Regions from separate parts of the Mus musculus genome. Here region 1 is linked to region 2. The links are chromatin contacts, called in public targeted proximity ligation maps. All regions are on one chromosome and are shown on one strand. The core of a region is the stretch at or near the end of the contact, and the rest is flanking DNA. Distances in the headings are between cores, read along the strand shown.

Region 1 (4,642 bases), core at 64-2,563, 740 kb before region 2:
ATCTTTCTGCCCCCTAAATCAAGGTTCTGGGGTGCAAAGAGCAATTCGTGCCTCGCTGAACCTGCCAAAAAATGGGCCGATCTGTAGGCCCCAGCTCTTCTTTCTATTGGTTTCCACTTACAACCCTCTGGGCGTCTCTGTTTCTCCAAGAGAAAAGGAGCTGGAGACAAAGGTGCTCCAAACTGGAGACCTAAATGGCTAGGCCACCGGGAAACTAAGGGAGAGTGGGTGAAAAGACTGAATGATAAAGGGAGAGAGCTATGCAAGACCTGACGGGTGAGAAAGCAGTGCCGTGCCCCCTTGCTGTGGAACAGCAGACCCCCACAACTAGACAGTGACCCCTTCTCAGTGGTCAGACGGCTGAAGCCTGGGCTGGCAAGCGGGAAGTGAAAGCGAAGGGTCGGGGTGACCAGTGGAAATGGAGAAGGGGCGGAGACGAGAAATTGTGCCTTCTTGCCCCTTCTTCAGCAAAAGAAGAGGCTGTGGAGGCGGCGGCGGCGGAGTCCCTCAGCCTCGGTCATGTGATAGTCTCGAAGCGCAAGCTGCAGGGGTCTCGGCGTCTCGGGGACCATTACAAAACGCAGCCAGGAGAGCGCGTCGCTGCCACAGCAGCGCGTCTTCTCAAAACCCGCGGGGCAGAGCGGCTGCAGCTGCAGCTCAGACGGCTGTTCGGACCGGGCGAGCCGGGTCCTAGCCTGTCTACGCAGACGCCCCCTGCAGCCTGCGGCTAGCTCCGGGAGTTCTGACACCGTCCCCTCCATAGAGCCTGACGGTGGGCGCCGCTGCTGTAGACAGCACCAAACTTTTTTCTTGGAACCACCACCTAGAGCTCGGTGCCTCTTCCATTTTCAGCTTGCCTGCAGATCTCCTGAAAAAAGAGGGTACGTACGTACAGTAGCGGATAGGAAAGTGCGCGCTCCCTCTCTCTCTTCTTACCCTGTCTACCCCTTTTTGTAAGATTTGAACTCCAGCGCGGACAGACCCAGTACCAGGTCAGCTTCCAGGGTCGAAAGATCGGTCACCAGTGGCCTCGGGACAGCTAGTGTGGACTCGAGCTTAAAAAGCCAGTCTTCATTATCCAGTTGGTTTGATCTGAGCTGCCTTTGTACCGATAAAGGGAAAAGAGACCAAAAAGAAACTCATTCCACAGCCTTTCGCTCCAGAGCTCAAGTCTAGTCATCCAAGAGGAGGACGAGACGGAGAAAAGCAAGGTAAAGCTGGCGAGTCTCTCTGGCTACTGTGAGGGCCTGCCCACGACAGTCAAGACCAGAAGTTGTGAGCGCCATAAAACTGTATTGGCTCAAAAAGCCAATTGCGGGGACCCGGGGCAGCTCCCCGAAGGAGGAGGACCAAGGCAAAAGGGGTCTGGGGACCAAGAAAGCTGGGGATCAGGCTGCGCAGGTGGAGAGAGAATTAGTGGGGACACTTAAGCCTGGTATCCGGCTTTCCGAGAGGCGTTAAGGCCCACTGTGGGCCGGACGGAAGTGGAAGAGCCTGGGAAGATGCCACGGCCAGGGAAGAGTTCCTACAGCGACCAAAAGCCGCCCTACTCTTACATCTCACTGACCGCCATGGCCATCCAGCATTCGGCTGAGAAGATGCTGCCTCTGAGCGACATCTACAAGTTCATCATGGAGCGCTTCCCCTACTACCGCGAGCACACGCAGCGCTGGCAGAACAGCCTGCGCCACAACCTCTCCTTCAACGACTGTTTCATCAAGATCCCTCGGAGGCCGGACCAACCCGGTAAGGGCAGCTTCTGGGCGCTACACCCTGACTGCGGTGACATGTTCGAGAACGGCAGCTTCCTGCGGCGCCGCAAGCGCTTCAAGGTGCTACGCGCAGACCACGCTCACCTACACTCAGGAAGCAGCAAGGGCGCGCCCGGCACGGGGCCAGGAGGTCACCTGCATCCCCACCATCCCCACCACGCACACCACCACCACCACCATCACCACCACGCCGCACACCATCACCACCATCACCACCCGCCGCAGCCGCCCCCGCCGCCGCCGCCGCACATGGTGCCCTATTTCCACCAGCAGCCGGCTCCGGCTCCGCAGCCTCCACACCTCCCGTCGCAGCCCGCGCAGCAGCCACAGCCGCAGTCGCAGCCTCCGCAGACGTCCCATCCCGGCAAGATGCAGGAGGCGGCGGCCGTGGCGGCGGCCGCAGCAGCGGCGGCGGCCGCAGCGGTGGGCAGCGTGGGGCGTCTGTCTCAGTTCCCACCCTACGGGCTGGGCTCGGCCGCCGCCGCCGCCGCTGCAGCCGCCGCGTCCACCACAGGCTTCAAACATCCGTTCGCCATAGAGAACATCATCGGGCGGGACTACAAGGGCGTGCTGCAGGCTGGAGGGTTGCCTTTGGCGTCGGTCATGCACCACTTGGGCTACCCCGTGCCGGGCCAGCTCAGCAATGTTGTCGGCTCCGTGTGGCCTCATGTTGGCGTGATGGATTCGGTAGCCGCGGCTGCCGCTGCTGCCGCCGCAGCTGGGGTCCCGGTAGGCCCGGAGTATGGGGCATTCGGGGTGCCAGTCAAGGCTCTGTGCCACTCGGCAAACCAGAGCCTGCCAGCTGTACCGGTGCCCATCAAGCCCACGCCTGCGCTACCACCCGTGACCACGCTGCCGCCGGCGTTGTCTGTCCCCACGGCGTCGCAGCAGCTGCCTGCTCCCTCCACCGTGTGCGCGGCCGCCGCCTCACCCACAGCCCCTCTCTTGGAGCCCACCGCAGCCGGCAGGGCTGACAGCAAGGGGAGCTCCCTACACTCGGTGTTGGTGCATTCTTAGGGGACCCCGCGACCGGTGAGAAGGCGCCTGTCGAGAGACTGAGACAATGGTCCCAGACCGAGAGGGTGCTCCAGGAAGGTCAGCAAACTTGGCATTGAGCTAAATGCTGCACTGGTCTGAATAAATGTAACTTCCTGGTGTCTGTGTTTATACTATCTTGTAAATCAGATTAATTAATGAAAGCCCATTTTCAGGTAAGAGTTTCTATTGTAATAAAAGTCGGTAAGTTATGGGAGAGAGGAGCAAACGTGGTCAGTGAAAACTAATTTTAGGCAAAGAGGAAGTAGGGTTCACCTCTTTTCTGGAGCAGGACCTGGACGACCTAATCCGGGAGAAGCCCAACAGAGTGACAGAAATGGACTTCAGAGCCCAGGCTTCAGTCCCCCGGAGTCCGCAGCCGCCTGCCTTTTGAGGAAAACTTGCCTTCGATGGTAAGGGAAGGAGCATGTTTTGTCTCATTATTTCCGTGGTCAGGAAAATGGACAAGAAAACGACACCGGGAATAAACTCGCTGTTACGGCGGGGGCGGGGGGTACAGAGGGGGTTAGTGGGTTCTTTGAGAAACGGTTACATTTCGTGGCTGTGACCCGGGGTCGAGGAGGATAGTAGGGACAGCTAAAGTAATTAGTTCGCACAAAAGAGAAAGGCGGAGGCTTAAAGAGCAAAGCTCCAGATTCCAAAAGTAAAGTTTGGGGAGCCCCCAGAGAGAGACAATAAAGGCGACTTTCCACCTGCGACTCCTCTGTGTATCAATCGGATGAGAAACCGTTACGAAGCCTGAGAACAGAGTTCATTCCCACGATCAGTTCCATTTAGACTTTTAAAAAAAAAAAAAGTCACTTGTATCACGGAATTTTACTCCTCTACCCGATTAGCGCATTAGCGCGAGTAGTGCGAGGAAGCCTGTCTCCTGGAGGAGAGGGGCTCGCGCCGGGTGTGGTGTTTGGTGTGTGTTTGGTGGCTGTCCGCTTTCCCACCTCCTCTTGCACAAATGAGGAGGGGTCACCTTTGCTCGCTGCGTGTCTTTTCAGGCGAATTCTTCAATTGCAGTGTGTGAATAAATTTCACTGTTGCCCTTCCCTTCCCGGGTTTTGAGACCCAGGAACAGCACTTTACTAACAACAAACTTAGGGAGGGATGCGGAGTGGCCCTGGCTCCAAGCCCCGCCTGGCCTGTGTCCGCTCTGCGTTCGCGTTGTGGCTTCGTTCCTGTTTGCCAGTGTTGTGCCAGGTGTTCATTAAAACGTCTCTCTGGATATACCAGTGCCGTGTGAGGGTATTCTCTTCTTAGGAGATGAGGCCACGGTTGAAAAAATCCTCCCTTGGTCCTTAATTTCTTAACTTCGGAGTTTTAAGAAGTGTGAGATAACGACGAGCCATCTCTGGGGACAGTCTTCTTTGCTGGATTCGTTCATTCACCAGCTCGCTAATCTCTCCTTTCCTAACCGAACTTCATTCTATCAATATTAGAGTCTAAACTGGTAAAACCCCGCAACAGTAACATTTTCCTATCAGCACCAATTCGCAACCCTTTCGGAGGTTGCCAAGGGCAGGTCAGGGCCAGGTTCCCTGCCCATGGCGCAAGTGTGGGACCGGGTTAGGGCTAGCCGCGTGGTTGGAAGCCGCCCACACAGCCATTGCCTTCGCAGTGAAACCTAAGTGAGTGGGTGGGAAGTGCCACTGCTTTCTGGAAGACCTGTTGCTTACCCAGCACAGGGAAAGAAGGTCTGTGAGTGGGGTCTGCTGGCGATCCGGTGACTGCTTACTTACTGCCTGGGAGTGGAGAGGAGACAGGAAGTTTTTGGACCCCCAGGCCAACCGCTGGCAGCCTGGCACCCTCGACCAGGATCCCCC
Region 2 (4,140 bases), core at 96-2,595:
TCAACAACCACACAGTACAACACTCCCGGATCCTTCATCTTTATCCGGAAGGAATGGTTCATAGAGACGCCTGTCACCATCCACTGGCCATGCAACTCTCTGGGGTCACTCCTGTCAGTGGCCTGGTGGCTACAGTATAGCACATTTGGGCTAGTCTTCCCGCCCCGCCCCTGCCCAGTACGTTAACCCGGGTTTATTGGAGCGCCAGCCAAGGCTTCCTCAGCACCTTTCCTAGCAGAATCCAGACCGGGGTCTGCTCCCCGTTTCCACCCTTCCCTCTCCACCCCACAACGCGCCACAATGGACGCTGGCCGACCACCGCACTGCACGCCATTGCCCACCCGCGCCGCTCGCGCGGACGCTCAGCCGTCCCGCAGACGCTGTGCACCGAGCACGGCCCTAGCTGACACCAAAGGCGCACGCCGCGGATCCGCGCCCGGGAGCCCCGGCCCTCGGCCCCTGGGTGCGCGCGCGCGGGTGCGGGTGCGGGTGCCGGCCGGGGACGCGCGTGGGGAGGGCAGCGGCGAGCCGGGGCGGGGGGTACCGGGGCCCAAGGGCCGCACTCACCCAGCAGCAGCAGCTTGAGCTCCCGGCGGGCGTCGCGCTTGTCCCTGCGCAGCTGCCGCTCGATCTCGTCGTTGATCCTCCGGGCTTCCTTGGCCTCCTCGCTCAGGCAGCACGCCATGATGGACTCCAGAGTCATTCTTCCGAAGTGCCTCGCTGCAGCCCCGCCGGCGCCCTGCTCACACGCGCGCACACACGCCCTCCGCCCTCGCTCCCCCGAGGCAGCGGCGGCCGCGGAGCCCCGCCGCCCGGGCGCGCGTCAGGGACGAGCTCAGGGGAGCCGCGGTAAAGGAGGCGGCCGGGCCCGCAGCCCAGGCGGGCCGGGAACGAGCGGGGCCGGGAGCCTGGGACGCGCGAGGAAAGGCCGCCGCGCCCCGCCGCGCTCACACGCCGCCTTCTCGGAGAGCGCGCGGCCCTCCAGGCGCCGCCGCCGACGCTGCCCAAGGCTGTGCGCCCAGCGGCCCGAGCTCATCCACCGAGGCGGCCCCGCAGCGAGCGACCGCCGACGGCTCAGCGCGCCCGGCGCGCCCGCTCCTCGCCGCCGCCGCCGCCGCCGCCTGACTCGGCTCCGGGCGCCCTCGGCCTGCCCGCGCCCACTCGGCTCGCTCGCAAACCGGGCAGCCGGCCGCCGCGCGCTCCCCGCCTCCGCCCCCGCCTCCGCCGGACGCCCACCCGGCCCGATTGCCAGGCGCGCCGCGGCTGCTCAGTGCTCGCCCTCCCCCTCGCCACACACACACATTTTCTCCTTTCTCTGAACTGGAGCACAGATCCGGGAGGGGGCGGCGGCGGCGGGAGGAGGAGGAGGAGGACGGGCGCAGGGGGCGGGCACAGCGCAAGGGGCGGGACCGCGGCCCCTCCTGGACAGCTCGCGCTCTCCTCGCCCCGCCCCCGACTGCCCGCCCCGCTCGCCGGCCGCCTCCCTCTGTGCGAGCTCCGGCGCGGCGGTCACGGCCGTTGGAGCGGGTCCGGCAGGCGGACACCGACCTTCGGCTGCCGCTGGGCTGCCGGGGCGTGGTCGGCGAGAATATGGCGGCCTCGGCCTGCCCTCTGGCCGCTGGCGCTGCGGGAGCCCTGCCGGGAGCCCACGCGCTGCGCTCCGGGCCTCTCTGCAGCCGGGCTGCCCTTTCCTATTTCTAAAACGCCATTGGGAAGAAGCTGCCTCGAGTGGCCTCTGACCCAAGATCCATCTTAGAAGATGGGATGCTCTTTACTAGGGAAGAGAAAGGATTGTCACTGGCTCTCTGGGGGTTACTGAGGGATCTGTGGACGGAACTGTCCTCCTTATCTCCAGATAGGAATCTGAATCCTAAAGAGAAAAAAAGAAGCTGCCCAAGTTTCCAAGAGCCTCCTGATCCGTTCCAACTTTTCGGGTCACTGAGGTGGTTTCTGTTTTCCTACCAGCACACTACGTTAAACAGTCTGGTAATGTAGGATTGACCCTTCTACACCGTGACAGTTAAGGATGACTTCTGGGAGAACGCCAAGTAGTACAGAATGAAATGAAAGAGACAGATATGGTGGCTCACACCCATAAACTCCACACTCCACAGGCTGAGGCAGGAGAATTGCTTCCTGAGCAGTATGAGACCTTGTAGCAAAGAAAAGGGGGAGGGAGAGAGAATAAAATAGGAGAAAGTGAAGAAACTAGTATCATTGGAGCAAAATTCTATTTGGTTTTTATACTTCTAATTTGAGGTGGTTTACTAATAAATAGAAAATATCTTGTTCATTCAAGGTTGTATTGGGGAAAAAAAAAGGTTCATTCAATTCAGTGTGTCTCAAACATCAAGAGGAGAATCGTACTATTTTTCCTGACTTTATAGATAGAAGTGGGCGCCTCCACATTTCATGCTTTTCATAAACTGCTCCTGTTGATCTGGGCTGCAATGTAAGATCATACCCATTGCTGCAACTTAAGAATGAAACAAGTCTTGGACTTCAAGGTCTCTCCTCTGGTTTGCCTTATTCTCCACCACCACCACCACCACCCCACCCCATCCCCCACCCCCACCCCCACCCCCACCCCCACCCCCCCACCCCCGTGATACACTGCATGCATACATTCAGCCTCTATGCCAGGACTCAGATGGAGTTGTGGACGTAAAGTCTGTATGTAATACTCTGCTTTTAAAAAAGATACCTTGCCAAAGAAGCAAAGAAGCAAAGAAGGTGAACCTCTCACCCCTTTTATATGAATACCATCAGAGCTGGTGTAGACTAGCTGTGAAAATGAATATTTAGATACTAAAGATTCAGAGTCCAAGGCAGAAATGTAAAATAGAAGAATTGGGCAAGAATTGCAAGTAATACCCAGCCCCCCCTCGTGGGGGTGGGGGTGGGGTGTGTGTGTGTGTGTCCTAGAGAGACACAACAAGCTGGAAAACAAAACGATCAACATTTCATGTCTGGTTTCCTAAGGAGCCCCTGAGACAAATTGTGCCTTTAAAGTGTCAGTAATATATTTTGCTTAACTGACCTCTTTGTTTGTCACTTCTGTCTCAGCCCCAGGGACATGCCCTGGTACAGATATTTAAATTGACAAAAAAAAAAAAAAAAATCAACGTATCACTCACTGGAAAGAAATCAGGAAGTAAGGAATGCCAGCAATGCACAGGACAAAGTTATATAAGGACATCAAGAGGGAAACAGGAAGAGAAAATTCCAAGCATAAACCTTTGATGGATCTGGAAAGCATTTGCTAAGCAAGTGTCCCTATGACTTACATCAAACAAATGGAGTCCATACAGAAACTCACAGTGGTGTTGAGTGTGCTCTAGAAGAATAGACTCTAAATTATGCAACCGAACAGGGCTCATGTTACAAAATTCCAGTTCATTAAATCAACAAGCAGGGATTAACTGCTTAAATACAGTAAAGATGCAGTGAGGAGCACCCGGGGCCTACAGCATGTCCTCAAACTCTATAGGCATGTGGTCTTAAGGCATGGTGCAGCTCTGGACGGATACAGAAGAAAAAACTGGAGTTGATTTGTACAAAAATTGGGGTAAAGGTAAAAAGCATTTCAATGTACCCTAAAGAACATATAGGCTTAGCTCGGTGTACGAGCACACAGTCTTATCTGGAATAGCAGTCTGGCCTACTGAAGGAGATACCCTGTGGGGAAGCAAGGAAAAGAGGGAGGGAAGAAAAAAAGGAAGAAAGGAACAAAGAAAATCTCTACCGTAAACGTACACCACTTTAAAATAACAATTCCAAATCAAAATCACTGGAGACATACTGTGGGTTGATAAGCCATTCTGAGAACTCGAGGCCAATTACCGTAAGGCTGAAAGGCAAAACCACAAAATCCTACAAGCATTGAACTTCAGAGAAAACAGACTCTTATCTCCCTTGCGGTGTCCCAGTTCAGAAGCCTACCCACCCCACACACCCCAATTTATTGCCCAGCCTTCAGAGACCTGAGAAGAAAGAAAGAAAGAAAGAAAGAAAGAAAGAAAGAAAGAAAGAAAGAAAGAAAGAAAGAAAGAAAGAAAGATAGATCAGTAAAGACATATTAAAGGAATGGAGGAGGGATTCCAGGGTCCAAGAAGAAAAGGAAAAGGAGATCCTGAAGGG

What was found.
Region 1: a contact with region 2 is called in a targeted proximity ligation map of microglia, with 5 times the contacts expected there. A contact is called at or near these places in 1 of 39 promoter capture datasets (embryonic stem cells), 3 of 484 Hi-C or Micro-C datasets (all in embryonic stem cells) and 5 of 130 datasets of targeted methods (embryonic stem cells and microglia).

The regions. Positions count from the first base shown.
Region 1 is chr19:16,870,501-16,875,142 of GRCm38.p6, reverse strand. It overlaps Foxb2 (forkhead box B2), which reads left to right and starts at 1,313. Exons shown (of 1, transcript NM_008023.2): 1 at 1,313-2,827. The coding sequence starts at 1,503. The coding sequence ends at 2,789.
Region 2 is chr19:16,129,889-16,134,028 of GRCm38.p6, reverse strand. Gnaq (guanine nucleotide binding protein, alpha q polypeptide) reads right to left here and starts at 1,345. Exons shown (of 7, transcript NM_008139.6): 1 at 568-1,345. The coding sequence starts at 703.